Regions from separate parts of the Anas platyrhynchos genome. Here region 1 is linked to region 2. A link is a contact called in public Hi-C data. All regions are on one chromosome and are shown on one strand. Each heading gives the region's core, a stretch centred on a gene start, on an enhancer-like site or on the middle of the called end of the contact. The rest is flanking DNA. Distances are from core to core; before and after follow the strand shown.

Evidence for each region. A called contact is a pair of places that touch in the nucleus more often than the background predicts.
Region 1: a Hi-C map of liver shows a contact between it and region 2, with 1.9 times the contacts expected there. The contact joins the promoter of COMMD5 here to the enhancer-like site in region 2. A contact is called at or near these places in 3 of 8 Hi-C or Micro-C datasets (liver, skeletal muscle and subcutaneous adipose tissue).

Annotation. Positions count from the first base shown.
Region 1 is chr10:9,468,593-9,473,232 of IASCAAS_PekinDuck_T2T, forward strand. It overlaps COMMD5 (COMM domain containing 5), which reads right to left and starts at 3,315. Exons shown (of 6, transcript XM_038184160.2): 1 at 3,089-3,315; 2 at 671-831. The coding sequence starts at 3,266. All of the region lies in intron 2 of FAM199X (family with sequence similarity 199, X-linked), which reads left to right.
Region 2 is chr10:9,414,478-9,418,682 of IASCAAS_PekinDuck_T2T, forward strand. It overlaps a transcript of KIAA1210 not described here. Among named protein-coding and RNA genes, the nearest start is that of LONRF3, 30 kb to the right of the region's middle. Within about 2 kb of position 1,839, at least 3 of the 8 cell types and tissues checked have an H3K27ac peak or open chromatin away from gene starts, as enhancers often do. A contact at or near this core is called in subcutaneous adipose tissue, where this site is marked.

The DNA of each region.
Region 1 (4,640 bases), core at 2,065-4,564, 56 kb after region 2:
AAAAGCACATTTTCACTGAGTTTCCTGCAAGTTTTGAGATATGAAAACAGTCTCTTAAACTAGAGAGGTGTCAGAAGTGGCTCATCCGCATAAAAATAAATTGAGAAAAGAAAAAGTGTAAGGTAACAAAAAAGCGAAGAAAATAGCTATGAAGAAGGACTAGGGATTGGGACCATGGCAGGTGTATGCATATTCACAAAGAACATCCATAGTGTAAGCACAAGTAGCACTTTCTCCCAGTTCCCACTATGTTGTTCTGGCCATAGCACGCACCTTCCTCTAAGCAGAATTATGAAGACAGACAATTTCTCATAGTTGTCTGTACGTGTAAACAAAATGTGTGAACACACAGGGTAAGGGAGAGAGTCGATGGCAGAGAAATGACATTTTGCAGTGGTTTCTTCTGGGGTTTTAATTTAAGAGTGAAAATAAACATGCACAGTAAACAAGATGCTGCAGCAGAAAAAGACAGAAGAATCTCTTTCCCAAAGCTTAAATATTTTTTTTTTCTGTAAATCTACACAACAAGAAAAATAACCTCTATGTTTCTAGCAGTTTCTTTTGACTGCTCTAACTTGGATCAACGTTTCTGTGTGGAGCTCCCCGCTCTGTCAAACAGGGTTTAGATGGTAATTCATACAACTTCAGCTTGTCGAGGCCCAGAACTTACTTCTTGTTTGAAAGTCGATAAGGGGAGTCTCAGAGCTTCTCGGAGAAGGGTATACATGCCAGAAATGAGGAAAGCAAGCTGCTCTTCTGAGAGATTAGTGCTTTCTGCAATCAGCTTGACAGATTCTTTGCAGTCTTTTCCTTCCAATGCATTAACGGTGACTGTGAATAAGAAAGCAACGCAAGATCCCTTTAGAAAGAGGAAGCCCCAGAGATACTGAACATTAACATAAGCACGTCTGTGATTGTACTTGACTCAGCGTGCTGACATTTTTCCTGGTATCAAACTCTCAAACTGTAAATACATCTGATTATCTTCCACCAAAGGTCAGTCTCGCAACACTTTACCAAGAGAACTTCAACATACTCAGCCTTTGCATTTTAAAATTGGAGATGATTTCACTGTGGAATTTGGTTCCAATGGGATAATGGAAAAACAAATTCATTGCTCATGAGTTCACATATGACGTGAGCTTCTATCATCAATGTTGTTCACATCCAGTCTGCTTACAGCTTAACTACAGCTGTGATACCCAAGAAAGCACTAGAGAGTAAACCATTCAACACTGTTCTCTAACATCTCACACAATTTGTCTTGCAATTTCAGCAGAGACTAACAATTAAATGAACAAGAACGCAAAACTAAACCTTCAAGTCTTATAGTTAGCACAACTGCCAATTTATTCAAGCTTTGAAGGAAACGACTGTTAACACACAGCAATATTACACACTTGAAACTTCTGTGAGTTTATCTCAGTCTTCAGCACTCAGTTATTCATTCTTTTTCCATATCCAACCTGGCTTATACAAATGACAAATTTCTGTTGTCACATCAGCCTCTGTCCTGCACTCTGATCGGTCTCGAGGGACTCCTGGAGCCACAGGAAGCCCCATGGTGGATTAAAAAAAAGACATTACTGACACAATCCCATTGCAGGACTGAGGAATTAGAGTAGTCTTTTATAATGTGTCATATTTAGTGCTGTGAATAAAACATGGAAGTTAAAAATGGCCAGCAAGTCTTACCAAAAGCCAAGACTAAGAGATTAGTTTAATAATATGGTAAAAAAAAGGTTGTAAACTGTCAGCCTTCTTTTTGGTATTGTGTGGGTTCCACTGACTGCTGTCTTCTTATTCAGGACAAATTTTCTTTGCTTTTCACATTCTTACACGCACATCAAATTCAGTGGTGAGTCCTGGATCACTCATGTGGTTGGCTGAATGTGTACGGCACGATCTGCAACGCAAACTCGGCAGTGGTTAGCTAGGATGGACAGGGTGCTCGCACCAAGCTTTCCACACTGTCTGGAAAAGGCTCTGCTCTAAGACAAAGAAACTGCCTTTGAAAAAAAGGAAGAAGATTCAATTCACCGGAAAAGCCAAGCACAGATCACCACTGAGGCTTGTTCACTGGATCACGTGCAGAGCACTTCGTCCCAACGGAGCCTCCCTGCTGAGAGTCCCTTGCTCCTACAGGATGCTGCAGCCACAGACTTGCAGTTTAGCACTGCCTACAATACCATCACCTACAGATACTGTTATATGCAGTCTTTGTGTCTTTAAATGAGTGGGCATATGAAACAGCATTTTTTTTTTTAATATATTAGTTATTATTCAGTGATAAATTGACTCCGACAGCCTCAAAAAGACAACTTGGTGCAAGTGCCAGCGCAATCTGGACACAGCCAGCTGAAATCTGTCACATCTTCATACTGCCCGTGCTTGGAAGGGCACACTGCCGTCCTGCACGCTGTGAATCCCAGCCCAGCGAGAGCAGAAGGCTCCTGGATGCTTCTGCAGGGCCCTGGGAGCCCATCTGCGGGCACTGGTGAACCTGCACGGCCTCGCTGCAGGGCTGTGCGCTCCCCCTAGGGCAGGCAGCACTCACTGCACACCCCGGGGGTGCCCGAAACCCACGGCGGGGCTTAGGGGACGGTCAGGTTTCCTGGCACCCACACAGCCTTTCTGTCTCCATTCTCCCTGCACCGGACAGCAAACCTGGTTCCGCATCGGTATTTACTTCTGTCCCAAATTTCCCTGCCTATCTGTAGCTTTATTGCCTGCAGTTGTTGCAGGGAGCGATGCATCCAGGATTTCCTGCGTTCAGGATTTCCCTTTCTGACTCTGCGTAGCAACAATTCTTAGAGACAAATCTTTTTAAAACACAACTACCAGCTGTTTGAGGCCTTTATTGACTGAAGCGATGAAAAAGCCCGAAAGTTAGCAGGAGGAACGTGCACAGAGGGGTGGCGGCCCCGCACCGCGCCGTGCAGCCTCATCTCCCCTCAGCGAGCCCCAAGCCCGTCCCCTTGCTCCCGGCAGCTTCGCCGATCGCCCCGCGGTTATGTGGCAGGGACGGCACCGGGACGGCACCGGGACGGCACCGGGACGGCTGCAGCCCCCCCCGGCCCGGCCGTACCTCTGAGGAGGCGGCGGAAGGTGTCGTGGCCCACCTCCTGCACGCCCCGCGCCATCGCCTCCACCTCAGCGGGCACCCGCGGCCCCAGGAAGCCGCCTCCGCCGCCGCCGCCTCGTCCCTCGCCGTGCCCGTGGGCCGCGCCCGCCGCCTTCCCCGCCGCCACCGCCGCCGCCGCCATGGCAGCGCCGCCCCGGCAGGGCCCCTCCGCCGCGCCAGGGGGCGCAGCGGCCGCCGGAAGGAGCCCGGCGCCTCCCGCCCCGCTCCCTCCATGGCGGCGCCTGCGGCTCGGCCGCTCGCAGCGTGAGGCGATCGCGCCGTTCCTTCCCCCCCTGCCGCCGCCGCCATGACCGAGGAGCCGTACGAGAAGTTCCTGGCCCCCGACGAGCCGTGCCCGCTCCTCTCGCACCAGCACCCGCCGCGCGGCGGTAGCTGGAGCCTGAGCGAGGAGGGCTGCCTGGACGTCAGCGACTTCGGCTGCCAGCTCTCGTCCTGCCACCGCACCGACCCGCTGCGCCGCTTCCACTCCAACAGGTCGGCGGCGGGGGGCGGCCCGGGGGTGGGGGGCACCCGGCAAAAATGCCGGGGGCTGCGCTGAGGCGGGCGGCCTGGGACTGCGGCGGCTCCCGCGGGAGCCTTTGGGTCCCCTGCTGCTAAGTAGGGAAAAAAGCGACGGGCTGTAATTTGTGGGGAAGGCCTGCAAGGAAAATGCCGGTGCGGCTCTGCAGAGAAATGCCGGCTGCGCTTGTAAAATGCAAAGCAACCAGGCCTGCTTGCCAAGGGTCCTGGCTCGCCTTCCGCACACGCACACAGCCCAGCCTGGGTACGGCCATAGCGAGGCCTCAGCCTTCGGCACGTGTACGTGTGGGGTTAGTTCCTGTCCCAGAGTTGCAAAATACTTCTGCTGGTTATTGGTGTTCCTGCTGCACCATGACGGAGAGTAATGAGGCAGTCTCTCAACTGAATTTGTGTGAAATGACAGAAATTACGCTTCAGAAGTGTTCTCCAGTGCCCTGAACTGTAGGTTAAGTGGTTTGACGTGAGAAGCATTGATCAAGTACAGTACAAATATCCCGAGACCCGATAGTGGCGGCAAAGTAAAATGCTTGGTATTTGTAGCGTGTCTGTAAGACTGATTAAATGCAAATGTGGGGAGGATCACACCTTTGTCTTGTGTATTTCCCTTCATGCTGTCTTCACCTTCTGAGTGTTTTCTTCAGGCTTGCTCATCTCACAAACCCAGGTACTGAAGGCACCTCAGGAGGGTGTTTCATTTTCTTGGGCACCCATGCCCAGCCTCACACAGATTTAGCTGTTGCAGATGCATTGCACAGTCTGTGGTGCTCACAAAGGCTTTCATTTTTTTAAAGTTGCAAGTAACTGTAATGCAGTTCCCTCCTCTTCCTAACCCAGTTCATCCCAGCAAGCACAGCAGGCTGTGTGAGGAGAGGGCTGACTGCCTCCAGCTGCAGCGGTGCTACGAACCTGGCGTATCTGCACGCGGTTGGTGATGGAGTCTGAACCTCACCCCGTGTTTTGAGATGTCTGGAAGCTT
Region 2 (4,205 bases), core at 589-3,088:
GGAGGGGAGATGTGCCCCCCAAAGGGTCAGCATTTTACCAAGTCTATGTGTGGGGTGAAATAACTTCACTGGACTTGGCAAGATGTGAAAGCATGTTTTATTCATACAAGAGTAAATAAAGTGACTTTTCTGTCACAGCTAGATGTACAAATTAATGTACCTCTACATAAAATTAGAGCTTTGTTTTAGACACAACCAGTGTTTACTCAGTTTGGCTCTCAAATCATACGTGTTACAAAGAAGAGGGAAATACACGACCTGTTTTAGGAGAGTGTTTCAATTGATAAAGATAGCTCTCCTCAAAGATGAGCGACCTGGTCCATATTTGCATGAAAGAAGATCAGAGGTTCATTTTGTGCTTTCCATTTTGACGGAACAATAGGTTACATAAGCATTCTTAGTGTTATGATCCCTAATGAAAATAAATGTCTCCTTGCTTCATGTTGTTTATAAAACAAGGGATTTGACTGTGAAGAAGCACTACGTACTGTGACAGAACAATCAATAGGAATATTTACATTGCATATAAAATGCTAGGAGTATCAACATCAAGTTTTGCTTGCTATTTGTCTAATAGTTTCAGAGCGTGACTTGCTACCAAAGCCCAAATTCTGTGGCATGGATCAGTGTGGGCATGTTGACAGGTTAACTTCAGGTCTAGTCCTGTTCTTGACTGGCCACAGTGAAAGTTTTTATTCTCCTGCTCCTTAAAAGCTCGGACTGCAATCTTCCTGCTGCCGTCTGCAAAAATTCTGGGTGAGCTGGGATCTTGTATCACAGACCTTCGCTCTGGATCATTTTGCAGGAACTCCTGGGAAGGGCACGTCTCTGTGCTGCACATCACCCTTCTGACGTTCGTGTCGTGGTCTGTTGTGACAAAATGTCATGTTGCAACCTTGAGTCCAACCGCCCTTAGGTTGGGTGTTGCCACGTGGGAAATTGAGGCTGGTAACCAGGTCAGTGTGGCTGGGATCAGCCTAAAGCCTGCAGGAGATGTGTTTGTTTGGTTTGCATTTGCTGGGTGTGAAGGTCTTCATTTAACCCTGGGTAATGTGGTACCACCAGCCAGTGTTATGTGAAGGACCTGGTGATGGCAATCAGAAGTTTCAAACAAGTGCAATTGCCCTGAAGCCAAGTTTAATAAGATGTCTCGGAGGGTCCTTTAACCCAAAATGAGCAGTAGCTGCTCCACGCAGCATGCTTGCCTCCACGCCAACAGGCGCACTGCTCTACAGTACGCGTTGCTTTACTTCCAGACACAAGCTCCCCGCTGCAGGATGGCAAAGAAATGTTTGTACAGCTTTAGCTAGGGGCTCTGTGAACGGGCTGCTGCCAGAAATTGTCCAGATGAGATCTCTGGTGCCTTGCATATGTTCCATTAATACAGCTTAGTGGTTTTCCTCCAGCACAAGTGGCATTATGGCTGCGTACCACCAATTTGGCCGGGTGCATTTGGTTCACAGGTAGCAACAGTCCTGTTTGCAGCTCCACTAAAGGCACTGGAGTTAACAGTGGACGTGCCATTTCTTGATGCTGGCTTATATTTTTTTCCAACCTTTTTCATACAGATTTCTCTCTGGAGGCACAGATCAAAACTCAGGTGATGTAGCCAATCTGCCACAACTAATTAATTTTTGGAGCATAGCAGGGGGAGCTGGGACGGAGCAGCGTGTGCCTGGAGCGCTCCCCGTGCAGACCTCCCGGCCGGGCTCAGCGGCTCGGCTTCCTGCAGGCGCTCTGCGGGCGGCTGCCGTCTTGCAGGCACAGAGCCTCAACTTTTATTTACTCTTCCCCTAGTGCTTCCCTTGCTGTGCTGATGCAACCGAGACCATTGCATAATAGCCTGGTCCTTAAAATGAATTTCTCATGGCTTCTACCATGTGAAAGGAGCCGAGCCAGCAGTGCTGGCTGTGTGCAGAGCCAAGGCCGCTGGAACATCTGATTTCTTTGCCTTTATAAGCAGCTTGTCAGCCTTCCCTTTCAGTCTGATAATGAGAATTTTAGAAACACGCACACACAACCTCTTTTGTGTTGACTGAGCAGATAAAACCAACGATTTTCCCAGACAGAACTGGTGTTTTTGCTATACTTTTGCATTTGTTTTTATTAACAGTATGGGTCTCTAACCACAGCACTGCAGCAAAGAGTTTTTCTTCCTGGGAGTGACTTAAGCAAGAACAGACTTTATGCAATTTTCCAAGGAAATGTAAAATAACAAGAAGGATTTCAATGCTAAGTGGCACTTCGGGCTTTCTTTCAAATCTCAGGAACAACTCTCAGTCAGGAACAAATCTACTAAAGCCAATGGAATTAGTTTGGTCTAAATAACAGTATAATTGGGCTTTTTTGTTTCTGAGTTGCTCAAAAATAAGTCTCAGTAAATAACTCAGGGTCAAATCTTCTGCTTATGCCAGAACTATGCTGAACTGGGGAGAAATTGTCCCAAATTCACCCTGTCTGGCAGTTTGCAATGAAAAAATGGTTGAACAAACCTATCTGTGTTTCCTAGGTAGCCCCTCCAGAACTTGACTTGTAATTAATAGCTGTTTCTTACTAAAATACTTCTTCTTATTGGCCTCTCTGAGTTCCTTGATGTCACTGCAGACACTTCTTCCACTGAACTTTCACAAGGTGGGAGATTTCACAGGCTGACCACAGCTTGCTCTGCTCGTGTCCAGAGCTGCGTGGGTGTGAGTTGGCACTAGACTGGGTGCCACCAAATGTCACCTGTCGTATGGCATTGTTGATGTGCCACAGTGCCCTGGTGTAGTGTCTCCTTGGTTAGAGCTGGCTGATGTCCACCTAACTCGCAGGGAAAGCAGGGCAAGTTTGCATCTCCCTGCAAAGCACAGCCTAGGCATTTCCACAGTCATTCACACCATTGCCTTCCTTTATGTTTTCATTGATAGTGGACCCGAGATAGAAAGTTAGATTTTAACCTAAATTTAAAGTTCTCCAGAGTTTAACAAGTATATGAATCAGAGGTTTTTTTTCTGTGGGTTGTGGAACTGTAAATCAGATGTAATGCTCTGGTCCAGATCCAGATCTGAGTTTCCTCAAAGTTTGGGAATATTTTAAGTTTTTTTGTTCTTGTTCTTAAACCCCTGTCATTTTCTGGCTCCTATAAACAATGTTCAGTTTGAAGCTAGGCTGCTAATACACAGCCCAGTAGCCCAGTAGCAGTTACTATCAGCGCACAATCATAAATATTTCTACTAATAGCCCAAGCCTGACATTCTGACTTTAATTAATCTGATTATGTTTAATAATAAATTGTAGTAACCTATAAACATATTTTTAACTGGTGAAGCTGCTAATCAGTTTTGCAGATCAGTTTTGTAGTCGTTCAGTGAGACGATAGGGATTTACCTTGCTGCAAGGCAATATTAATCCCTGGCTAAAAAGATGACTATATTTCTGCGATCATCAAACTAATCTGAATTTTTTCTTTTCTTTTTTTTTTTTTTCTTTTTTTTTTTTTTTCAGCACACTGAAGTAGATCGTTACTGGTTCAGAAGAAATTCATTTATGGGAAACGATTCATCTACCACATGAAAACTGGTGTTGAGGTAGGCCTTCTTTTATTTTGGTTTCCTGAGATCTTTGGCTTGGTTTATTAACAGCTGTATACTTAAAGCACATTAAGGATAGCTAAAGTGAGGGATGTGACCATTTATTATTGTAGCAGAAGTAGCAAAGTGCCCGTGTGTCTAAAGCTGCATTTCTGAAGTGCCAAATTTGTCTAGCTAGGAAGGGATGAAAATGAGAAGCCAGTTTTCCTTCTGGCTTCCCTGAGGAGTGGATGTGTTTTGGTTCCAAAGAAGGCAGGGAGCAGACAAACAGCTTTTGCCTTGCTTTTAGGTGACATGACACTCTAACCCGATGCCTTATTAAACTTGCCCATGGATATTTCTTGGGTCATAAAAGGGGGCTGCGTATTTGCTTCCCAGCATTGGCTTTCAGTAGAAGCATGTCCAGCATCATCTTTTCTGCTCATTTGATGTTGTGAGACATGCTGGTCCCCGCAGGACTTGTGGACCTTCAGCTTTCACCAGTGGGAAATGATGGTCTTGCATTGAGTGCCCTTCCTGAGCTGTCCCCGATGCAGCTGGCCTCTGCAGAATGATCCCAGTGTAAAGTTTCCTCAAAGGATTGAGGGAAGAAGTTGGTCTCTGGCACTGAAGTACCTTTTTTCTTTTAGACAT